2 separate regions of the Zea mays genome follow, and region 1 is linked to region 2. The links are chromatin contacts, called in public Hi-C maps. All regions are on one chromosome and are shown on one strand. The core of a region is the stretch at or near the end of the contact, and the rest is flanking DNA. Distances in the headings are between cores, read along the strand shown.

Region 1 (4,860 bases), core at 245-2,744, 440 kb before region 2:
TTGGAATGTGTGTCTATTTAGGGATCTTGGATTGTTAAACAGAGTGTGGGCAAGAAAGCTTGCTTGGTTGGACAAGCATTAGAAATCAATTATTTTCGTGGAAGAAACTATTTGGAGGTAAGCTATAAGCATGTCATCTGTTAGCTTCTCTTGTAACATTCTACTATGTTTTATCATCCAAATGCAGCCTTGCCGTGTGTTTTTGTTCCTACTGGATTTCTAGCAGTTAATTTGACTTGTTATGATTATATTTCTCTCTGCATAGTGTACAATTGCAAAAGTAATGTCAGCTTGCATTCCTTTTTACCACTATTATGCATTTTTTGTTATTATTTCATGTTATATCTGCAAAGCAAAATCTGTGATAAGGACAACAAATATTCTAGAGGTTGCCTTTGACTTGTTACATATCTGTTGGATTTAAACTTACTTTTCTGACAACGTTGCATGTTACAACACAAATAAGTTTTCTGCGACCCCAGAAGGTATATTCAGCTCTGAACAGCTTTGCCTGTAATTTTCCAGCTTGGAGTTGATATTGGTTCATCAACGGTGGCACGAGGTGTGGTGAGCCTAGTGCTTGGCTACTTGAACAATCTTGTGATCGAAATGGCCTTCTTGGTACAGGTATCCAATCGTGTATCTAGCTAATTCACAAAACCCCTGTTCATATGAAATTTCCTCAAGATTGAGCATACATCTGTAAAGATCACAGAAGATTTAAGACAATCGTGCATCTAGCTTATTCACAAAACGCATGTTCACATTAAAATTGCCTTAAAGTTGAGCATACGTCCGCAGAGATCACAGAAGATTTATATTTCTTTCTACTATCACTTAGTACATGCTTTAAATTCATTATTTGCCTCATGCAGGGAAACACAAATGAAGAACTCCCGGAATTCCTCCTAGGTACCTGCCGACTGAATTACCTGGATGCCTCCAAGGCAGTGTCCATAGACGAGTGCTAGGACCCCAACTGACCTCATTTTTTAAAGCCAAGTACACCAAAAGACAAAAAAAAAAGGCTGAATCCCCATTCCTTGCTGCCGACACAATCGGCAACCCTAGCCCAGATGCCCATTTTATTGCCTCACCGCAAAAGTGGGGGATCCATTGCAACCGTTGTACATTCTCTTCTTGCCGACTGCTCAGGTATTGTGTTGTAATGATGATAGCAATCCATGATAAAAGCCCCCTCATTCTTTGGCATCTTATCACCACGGCAAAAACGGAAAGAAAAAGTGTATTCTACCATGCCGTCTCTTCTGACCGAATGACGTCAGATGGTCGGATCTAACAGCAAGCAAACCATTAACTATGCATTGACCAGCAGAGTAATGGCTGTATTTGAGGACTCGCGGTCCCCCCCACCCCCCCCCCCCCCCCCCCCCCCCCCCCCCCCCCCCCCCCCCCCCAACCACCCAGACACACACCACGTTGAAGTGAAAGGATCACCAACCAAAATTGCAGTGATCATGGCCTCATGGGTGCTCAGATCGATTGAACCAAAAGCATCAACCAGTAGTGTGGAGCTTGGTATCTATCTCCTGGGTCCTCGCTCCCTAGTCCTACCAGGACATCATGTTAATTCGATGGTGTCATCGTCGCTGCATCATCGGGCTCGGGCGCACTGTGTTTATGCTTGTGGTAGCATCGGCATTTATCTGGGATATAAATGTCCATTGTTCGACACGCTGTGTTGTGCCTCAGTGCTTGAGCCGCCGATATGACGGCTCAACGGCCCGACTCGCTTTTTGATGTGCCAGTCGCGCTTTTGATGGCGAAGTGTAAGGGGGCGTTTGGTTCTCAGGCCAAAGTTCCGTGTCAAATCGAATTTTTACGAGTATTAAATACTCATCCTTCTCAATATATAAGCATATATAAGCTGTAACACCCTTGGTTTAAAAACTAAAAAATATATTTAATTCTATTTATACTACTGTATCGATATATGTATATTAGAGAGGGCACATTTTATATTATGGGACAAGAATAAAAAATGAATTTATAAATTAGAACGGAGGGAGTATATGCTTAATTAGACTTAATAAAGTTGTCTTATCATGTACTCCCTCCGTTTCTTTTTATTTGTCGCTGGATAGTGCAAAATTACACTATCCAGCGACAAATAAAAAAACACGGAGGGAGTAGTATGTATGTTTAATTATTTTTATGATTGGACTATATTTAATGCTCGTAATTGTCAATTAAACATTTGATGTGATAGGTAGCGGTGGAACCAAACAACTTCTAAGTCGCTCGGGGTAGGATTGGTTGACTACCAAATTTGTCATGTCCAAAATTTGGCAACAAAAAGTTGCCAAAACTTAGCAAAAGTATTTGCTATAGATTTGACATACCAACTATAAAATATTGATAAACTTTAATACTAAACCAAATGGCCACCAAAAATCTTAACTTGCCTAAGACTTAGCAACTAAATTTTTGCCATCAAATCAGGCTCGCAACCTTGGTTCTAAGGTTTCGGCCAGCGTGCTAAGGGCTTGTTCGGTTCTACCCCAATCCATATGGATTGAGGGGGATTGAGGGGGTTTCAATTCCTAGTAAGTCAAAATCTCTCTCAATCCGTATCAATCCCCCAATCCATATGGATTGAAAATAACCGAATAAGACCAATGTGATAGGGACGGTGGGACTAGTCATTAATAGTCCCTTTACCCCCTGTCTTCGAACCTTAGATAAGGGAATAATGGTTCACTTTTTACCTGTTATGGTTTCTTATAGAGACTTTGGCTCTGTTTGGGAGGGCTCCGGCTTCTTTAAAAAATGGCTCTGGCTCCAACTTTTCCAAAAGAGTAGCTTCTCTGCAAAAGCCAATACATTTTTATAAATCGTTTGGCAAAACGTCTCTACTGCTATTGCCGAACTTGCTGCTTGCTGAACTTAATGCATAAACCCGTCACTACTTGCCGCTACTTGCTAAACGCTGCTCGCTGCTACTTCATAGAACATGGCAGCTCCTAAAACACTACTACTTGCTGCTTCCTGCCAGATGCTGCTTACTTGATTGTTGCTACAACTGCCACATACTAATTGTTGTACGCGTCTGGCTACACAAGGAACAACGACGGAGGTGGAGCTACCTTTTGGGGCTCCGGCTCCTCAGTACAGACCGGCTTCAGCTCTTCAGCCAGAGCTGTTTTTGTGGCGCTGTTTGGGAGGGCTTTAGAAATGAGCCTGAGTCGGAGCCACCTAAGGGCCTGTTCGGTTGTTTCGAAATGCAACCAGCATTCATTCCAGCTCATCAATACTTATATTAATTAGCCAAGTAATTCGGTCTGGAATCCTTCAGGGTCACCGTTCCGTAGGAACCGAATAATTCGTTCTGGAATCCTTCAGGGTCACTGTTCCGTAGGAACCGAACATGTTCTAAGGCCTTGTTCGTTTGTGCCGGATTGGTGGATCGGAACGATTCTTAACCGGATTGCTTCTCTAATTTATATAAACTTTGATTAACTGGAACGATTTCGGGTGCAATCCGACACAAACGAACAAGGCCTAAGAGCATTAGAATGTGCGTCGAGAGAAACTGGATTAACATGCATAAAAACAAAAAAATCTGATTTAAATACTTTATTTCCCCTATAAATATAGAATCTCTCTAACAACAATGCAGCTAGGCTCGTTCAAACCAGTTTATGACATATACCTATACTAATTATGCTACTCGGTGTAGATATTTATGCATTGTGGTACACCGCGTAAAAAGTCTGTTTACTACTACATGCCCATAAATTTAGGATGACAAAAATATGTGTTGAAAGTAAATAGATTGGCATGCATGAAAACAAAAAATCTGATTTAAATGATTTATTTCGTTCACAAAAGTAGGATCTCTACAACAGCCATAGCTAGGATCGTTGAAACCAGTTTATGACATATACTGATACTAATTATGTTACACGGTATAGATATTTATGCAATGTAATATACCGCATAAAAAATATGTTTCCTGCTGCATAACCATAAATTTAGGATGCCAAGAATGTGCATTGAAAAGGAAATGGATTGGCATGCATGAAAACAAAAAAATGATTTAAATGCTTAATTTCGTCAATAAATATAGGATCTCATCAACAACTATACATGTAGGCTCGTTAGAAACAGTTTATGATATACTGAGACTAATTATAGTACAACGGTGAAGGTATTATGGCGCCGTTGAGCCAGGGCTTCCTCTAGTTATTGAAAGCCCAGAGCTCCAAATATACAAACTATATATATACTCTATTATCATCTAGTGTGATGGATCCAACGGTCCATCACTTGGACCATGCTGGTGCGCGCGCGTCCGACCGCTCGGCTCCGCCCCTCGCATGACTTCGACTCGTGTGGCTCGGCTCCACACGGCTCATGCCCCGAATGGCTCCACCCCCGCATGGCTCGTTTCCTATCCACATTAAGTTATTCCAATCAACATTAAGTCATTTTTTAGAAAATATTAAGTTATTTATTGTTTTCAATCATTTTAGGTGTTTTCTCAGACATTTTTATGCTATTGGTTCAGTCATTCCAGAATTATTAAGTCATTATAATGTCCAGACAACATTTAAGTCATTCTAGGTAACTTTAAACTATTCCAAAGTCTAGGTACATAAATATTAAGCTATTTTTAGGAAATATTTAATTATTATTGTTTTAGCCATTTTTTTAGGTTTCTCATACATTTCTTATGTTATTGGTTCAGTCATTCTAGAAAAATTAAGTCATTTTAGTGTCAAGAAACCATTTAAGTCATCTTAGTAATATTAAGTCATTCCAAAGTCTAACTAAAATTTAAGTCATTTTTTGTTACATTAAGTCATTCAGTAAACATTAAGTCATTTTCAGGCGAGG
Region 2 (4,573 bases), core at 286-2,785:
GTTGTTGTGATATTTGTGATCGGTCATGGTGGTCGATCTAATAGGTCTAACTTAATATATCTAATTTACTAGATCATATATGATAGATTCGATCTTTTCGTCTCCAGCGGAGTCTCCAAAACGTATATTGGCGCCGATCTGACACAAAACACTGGAATGAACCGCATGTCTGTACTTGACACCTTTAGATGATGTAGGGTCGAATAAAATTGAAGATCTTTAGAGTACTGAGTCACCTCTGTGATGGCCACCATCTATTTGGGACCAAACAACAACGAAGTCTAGGGCCTTCTCGTGATGATCAATACCTAGAGTTCGGCTCTGTGAGGTGGACAGCGGCGGCAGGCCGTGACAGGTCATTAGGCTGCCTAACGACGCTCCCAGGGGCAGCGCGGACGGTCCATAGCACGGGACCGACGGTCCACGATCCCGCTGCGGGAGCGGGTCTTCCCTGCGCGCTGACCGTATGGTCCGCGCTCTGGGACGAATGGTCCGCGATGGCGTAGATGGTCTTCTCCACAAAGAACCCTAGAACTCGCCCTAGGGAGAGATCCCGTTGAGGAGGAGAGTTCCAAGGCGTGTCCCGCGATCGGCAGGCCACCCGGGACGTCTCTGGTCGACGTAGAGTCGAAGAGAGATGGTTGTGCTAGGCCACAAATAGATCTAAGCTAAGGCTACGCTATGTCTACTCCTAAGGCATGAAAGATAAATGCAGGTAAATATATTGTTTCGATTAGAATGTGTTCGGGGTTCTCAATCGGTCGTACCCTTTCATATATATAGGGAGAGTTCTGGACTTGTTCCTAGGCGATAACCAACAGATCCAACATGATTAGATAGATAATCACGCACGAGATAAGGATAATCGCTCGAGTCAATCTGATCGTGGGGGCACGGACTATCCGAGTTCTAAGGCCGGACCGTCACTTTTGGTGTTCAACGCATGCACAACCACATTCGGTAGCTGCTGGAGATAACTTAAACTTGTATTGTGATTGTTATAAAGATATTTCCAATGGTGACTTCATCTGAGTTTAATCTTCAATAAACCCCCCCCCCCCCCCCCCAATAAAAAGTATGGTGACATGACAATGATTTAATAAAAGAGAGATAGAGAGAGAGAGTTTATGGGAGATGAGAATTTATTTTAGATAAACCTCACGGTTTTGATAGGAAAAAAGTTGACGTGGCATTCCTGTAAACGATGCAGTGAAACTCGCGCTGGGAATAGGCTAGTCGACGGACGCTAGCTGCCGCGGATTCGAGGCATCGAAGAACAGAAACGCATTCTTGCAACTCGTGTCTCACGGGCTAGTGCCGGTGCTGATTCTGTTCTCTCTCTGTTCTTGGTAGCCCACGCCAATCTCGAGGCGAGCGAGACCGGGACGCGAACGCGATGGCGAGGCCGCAATAAACTCCACGTTTGGACGCCATCAGTGCGCCATAAATCGGCGCCACCTGTTGGCTGGGCCGTCCACGGCATGCTGCGCTGCGCATCTATGGTGCGGCTAGCTCAGCTGCCTGCCTCTGCCGCCCCTCCAATAATTGCCGCCTCTGTCGGGCACAGCAGGCAAGAAAACGATGGCGCGCGTCCGGCTTCTCTCCCTCCTCGCATCTGAGAGACACTGCCTTCCCTCCTTGCTGGCTCGCCCGCCCCTATCCGTCCATGGCTCCACGCTACTCGCCGCCGCCGACCCCCCCACCCCCCCCCCCCCCCCCCCCCTCGTCCATCGAAATTCATTGCGAGAATTGCTTGCCGGTCAGACGAACCACTGTCCACTGAAGCAGGCAGGGGGCAGCCCCTACGCTAGACGCCTCTGCGGCTCTGCCTCGACCAGAGTGGCATTCATGTCATGGCCGCTGTACTGGCACGTCGTACTAGTTGCTGTGCGGCTGTGCCGTGGCCCGTTGTCTACCCCTCCTCTGTTTCTCTCTATTCATCTCTTCTCTGTTTCGGCCAGACCACCGGCCAGAGTGTGCAGTGCAGCAGAACGGCAAGCGGACATGTTTAATTTGTACGCGGCCAGCGGCCAAGACGGCAGTTTCCACTTGACGGCAACGGCAATGCCGCGACGATGAGTGTTTCCTGTGGCCTCGCTTGGCTTGTTGCGCTGGGGGTCGGGTCAGCACGCTGTAGGCAGGTCAAAATGGGCAGGAACCGCGGCGGCAGGCGCCACAGGCGAGCATTTGTCCATCATTGTGCGATCAGGCCGCACACATGCTCGGCATGCAGCCTGGCCCTGCCTCGCAGCGCAGTGCAGCTGCGATCCTGCCTTCTGATCGCCCTTTTGTTCTTTCCTAGGGAGAAAAAAAAGGAGCGGAGATGCGGTTCTGATCGTATCATCATCAATTCATCAGCCGTGGCTGGCTTTTGGACGGAGCCAAGTGTCTGGTATGTGGTCACGACCCAGCAGCAACCAATTTCTAGTTAGTTTCTAGTGCGACCAAACCCTTCGGTTTTTCTGTGTAACTCTTTCGGACGACGACGAGATGTGTAAAGCACATGACGAGCGAAGCGAGAGCGATAGGCGTGGTCCCAACCCCCAAGGCTCAGTTGCCAAGGGCTGGACCGGACAACGTCACGGCCAAAATCCATACGGAAGTGGTTCAGATTACCCACAAGGATGACGCGCAACAGAAATCTACCAACCAGTCTTTTGTTCATCCAACGATTTCTCTTTTCATCATACTGTAGTAGCCAGGACGAAAAGCGGCATAAAAACCCATCTCCACTTTTCATCATACACCAACCACCAATGCATCATCATTTGCATTGTAGTACTACTAGTAAAAAAGAAGCTGGATAGGATTACGGCGGTTCGACAATAACTAGGAATTCAGAATCCTTCCCTTAGAGGCACCTCGCAGTCCACCTCATCATTCGGGGGTAAAAGCAGACCAATTGCATATCCAGCGAAGTAATAACCGTCTCCAACTAAACACTGGGCAAACCGCCTACCACCACTCCATGTTTTTTTCTCCTCAACAGAAAACCTAGGTGTTCCTACCACAATGCAGCTTGCCCAGACAGCCCTAACCGGAACAAGACATACACGGACTAAGCAGAACGGAATGTGCACAGGAGGCAAGGCAGCTAATTACAAAATCTGGGAGAAGATGGTGGCGCGCATTTTCTGAAGTCAATTGATCTCCAGCTGCCTGATGGCTGCCTCTGCCACCGCTTGAGCCTCGGCCTCGTGCTTTGCTTCCACCTTGTCGCCATCCCCGTCCACAGCAGCCCTTGATCGCCTTGCCAAGAGAACGTCTGATGATGTACCGCGTTCCATAGCACCATTATTGCCAGTGGCAGAAGATGGCGCTTCGCTGGTAGCACCAGCTGAAGCTTCCTTCTTGCCTTGAGCAGGCAAATCAATCTTGACTGCAGGCCTGATTGCTGGAATTGGATCTGCAAGTGATTCCTTTGGGGCTTGGGTTTGGGTTTGCACATCCTTCGTCTGAACTGGGAGAGGCTGGCGTTGTGCATCCTTTACCACGACAGGAATCACAGGAGACATTGAGCTCTTCCTTGATTGGTATTGCACGTCCTTTACCTGAACAGGGATCACGGATGGAGCTGTTTCCTTCCTTGGTTGATCTTGCACATCCTTCAATTGAACAGGCCTCACAAGTTTCGGCCCTTGAGCTGGAGCTGAGGAGGCAAACATTGGAGAGGCTGGCCTCATGCGAACTGGGGATGCCATCCGAATCGGTGGTGGGTGGCTCATGAGTGGAGGAAGCTGCTGCGGGCGTGCAGACGGCGGTGGGAGAGGTGGAGCAGAGAACACAGGAACAGCAGTCCTAATTGTGACTGAAGGAGCCATGCTGTGGCAAGGCATACGGAAGTGCCCAACTGGCACGTAGGGGGCTGCCTCTGCAGCTGGAAATCTTGATCTTGGGCTTGGAGTGTGGATATCCATGGCCCGGCCAGGCATTTGTGATGCGCCATCAGTAGATGCTGGTGACTCTGGTCTGGATCTTGAGTTAGATTTAGGGCGGAATAGAGGGAGAATCTTTGAGTAGCTGGACTGAGAAGATTGACCAAAAGAAGGCTTCCTCTCTGGCTGCATGGGAAATTTCTTAGGGAATGGTGAAACATGAGGATAATTGGCCATCGCCATCTTCTCCTTCAAGCGATAGTTGAGGAGGGCTCGGGCAATCCTGATCTGCTCCTGCTCATCACTGTTTTCTGTCTCATTGGATGAATTCACTTCCTCGCGTACCACTGTTGCAGAGATATGAAACAGTATGAGAAGGTGTCAGTGTATAAATAGAGAATGACATCACAAGATGTTGCCGATCATACTTCACTTCTTTTAAAGACACAAAACAGAAACAGGCATAATGTACAAGATAAACTTGGTTCAATTCCACTAGCATAGTAAGTGAAGCCAGATAACCTACTGCTTAGCATAGTAAGTGAATTAGGAACATATACTCCAAATGAATGAGAAGTAGCAATGCTAGTTGCTAGATATAAGATATCACTTGACTTACATATATAATGGATTGATGGTATAAAACACAAAACTACAAAGGTTGCATGACTTGGCATGATAAAAACATAATTAGTTGA

What was found. Hi-C and Micro-C count contacts between places; a contact is called where the count stands out from the background.
Region 1: a Hi-C map of ear shows a contact between it and region 2, with 2.3 times the contacts expected there. The contact joins two enhancer-like sites. A contact is called at or near these places in 3 of 25 Hi-C or Micro-C datasets (ear, endosperm and tassel).

Annotation. Positions count from the first base shown.
Region 1 is chr1:236,465,880-236,470,739 of Zm-B73-REFERENCE-NAM-5.0, reverse strand. LOC100192558 reads left to right here. Exons shown (of 22, transcript NM_001365537.1): 20 at 22-117; 21 at 526-627; 22 at 876-1,256. The coding sequence ends at 971. Among protein-coding and RNA genes, the nearest start is that of LOC100192558, 14 kb to the left of the region's middle. Within about 2 kb of position 1,494, at least 11 of the 20 cell types and tissues checked have an H3K27ac peak or open chromatin away from gene starts, as enhancers often do. A contact at or near this core is called in ear, where this site is marked.
Region 2 is chr1:236,025,458-236,030,030 of Zm-B73-REFERENCE-NAM-5.0, reverse strand. LOC100274309 (Double-stranded RNA-binding protein 2) reads right to left here. Exons shown (of 3, transcript NM_001148672.1): 3 at 2,849-4,222. The coding sequence ends at 3,141. Among protein-coding and RNA genes, the nearest start is that of LOC100274309, 6.1 kb to the right of the region's middle. Within about 2 kb of position 1,535, at least 16 of the 20 cell types and tissues checked have an H3K27ac peak or open chromatin away from gene starts, as enhancers often do. A contact at or near this core is called in ear, where this site is marked.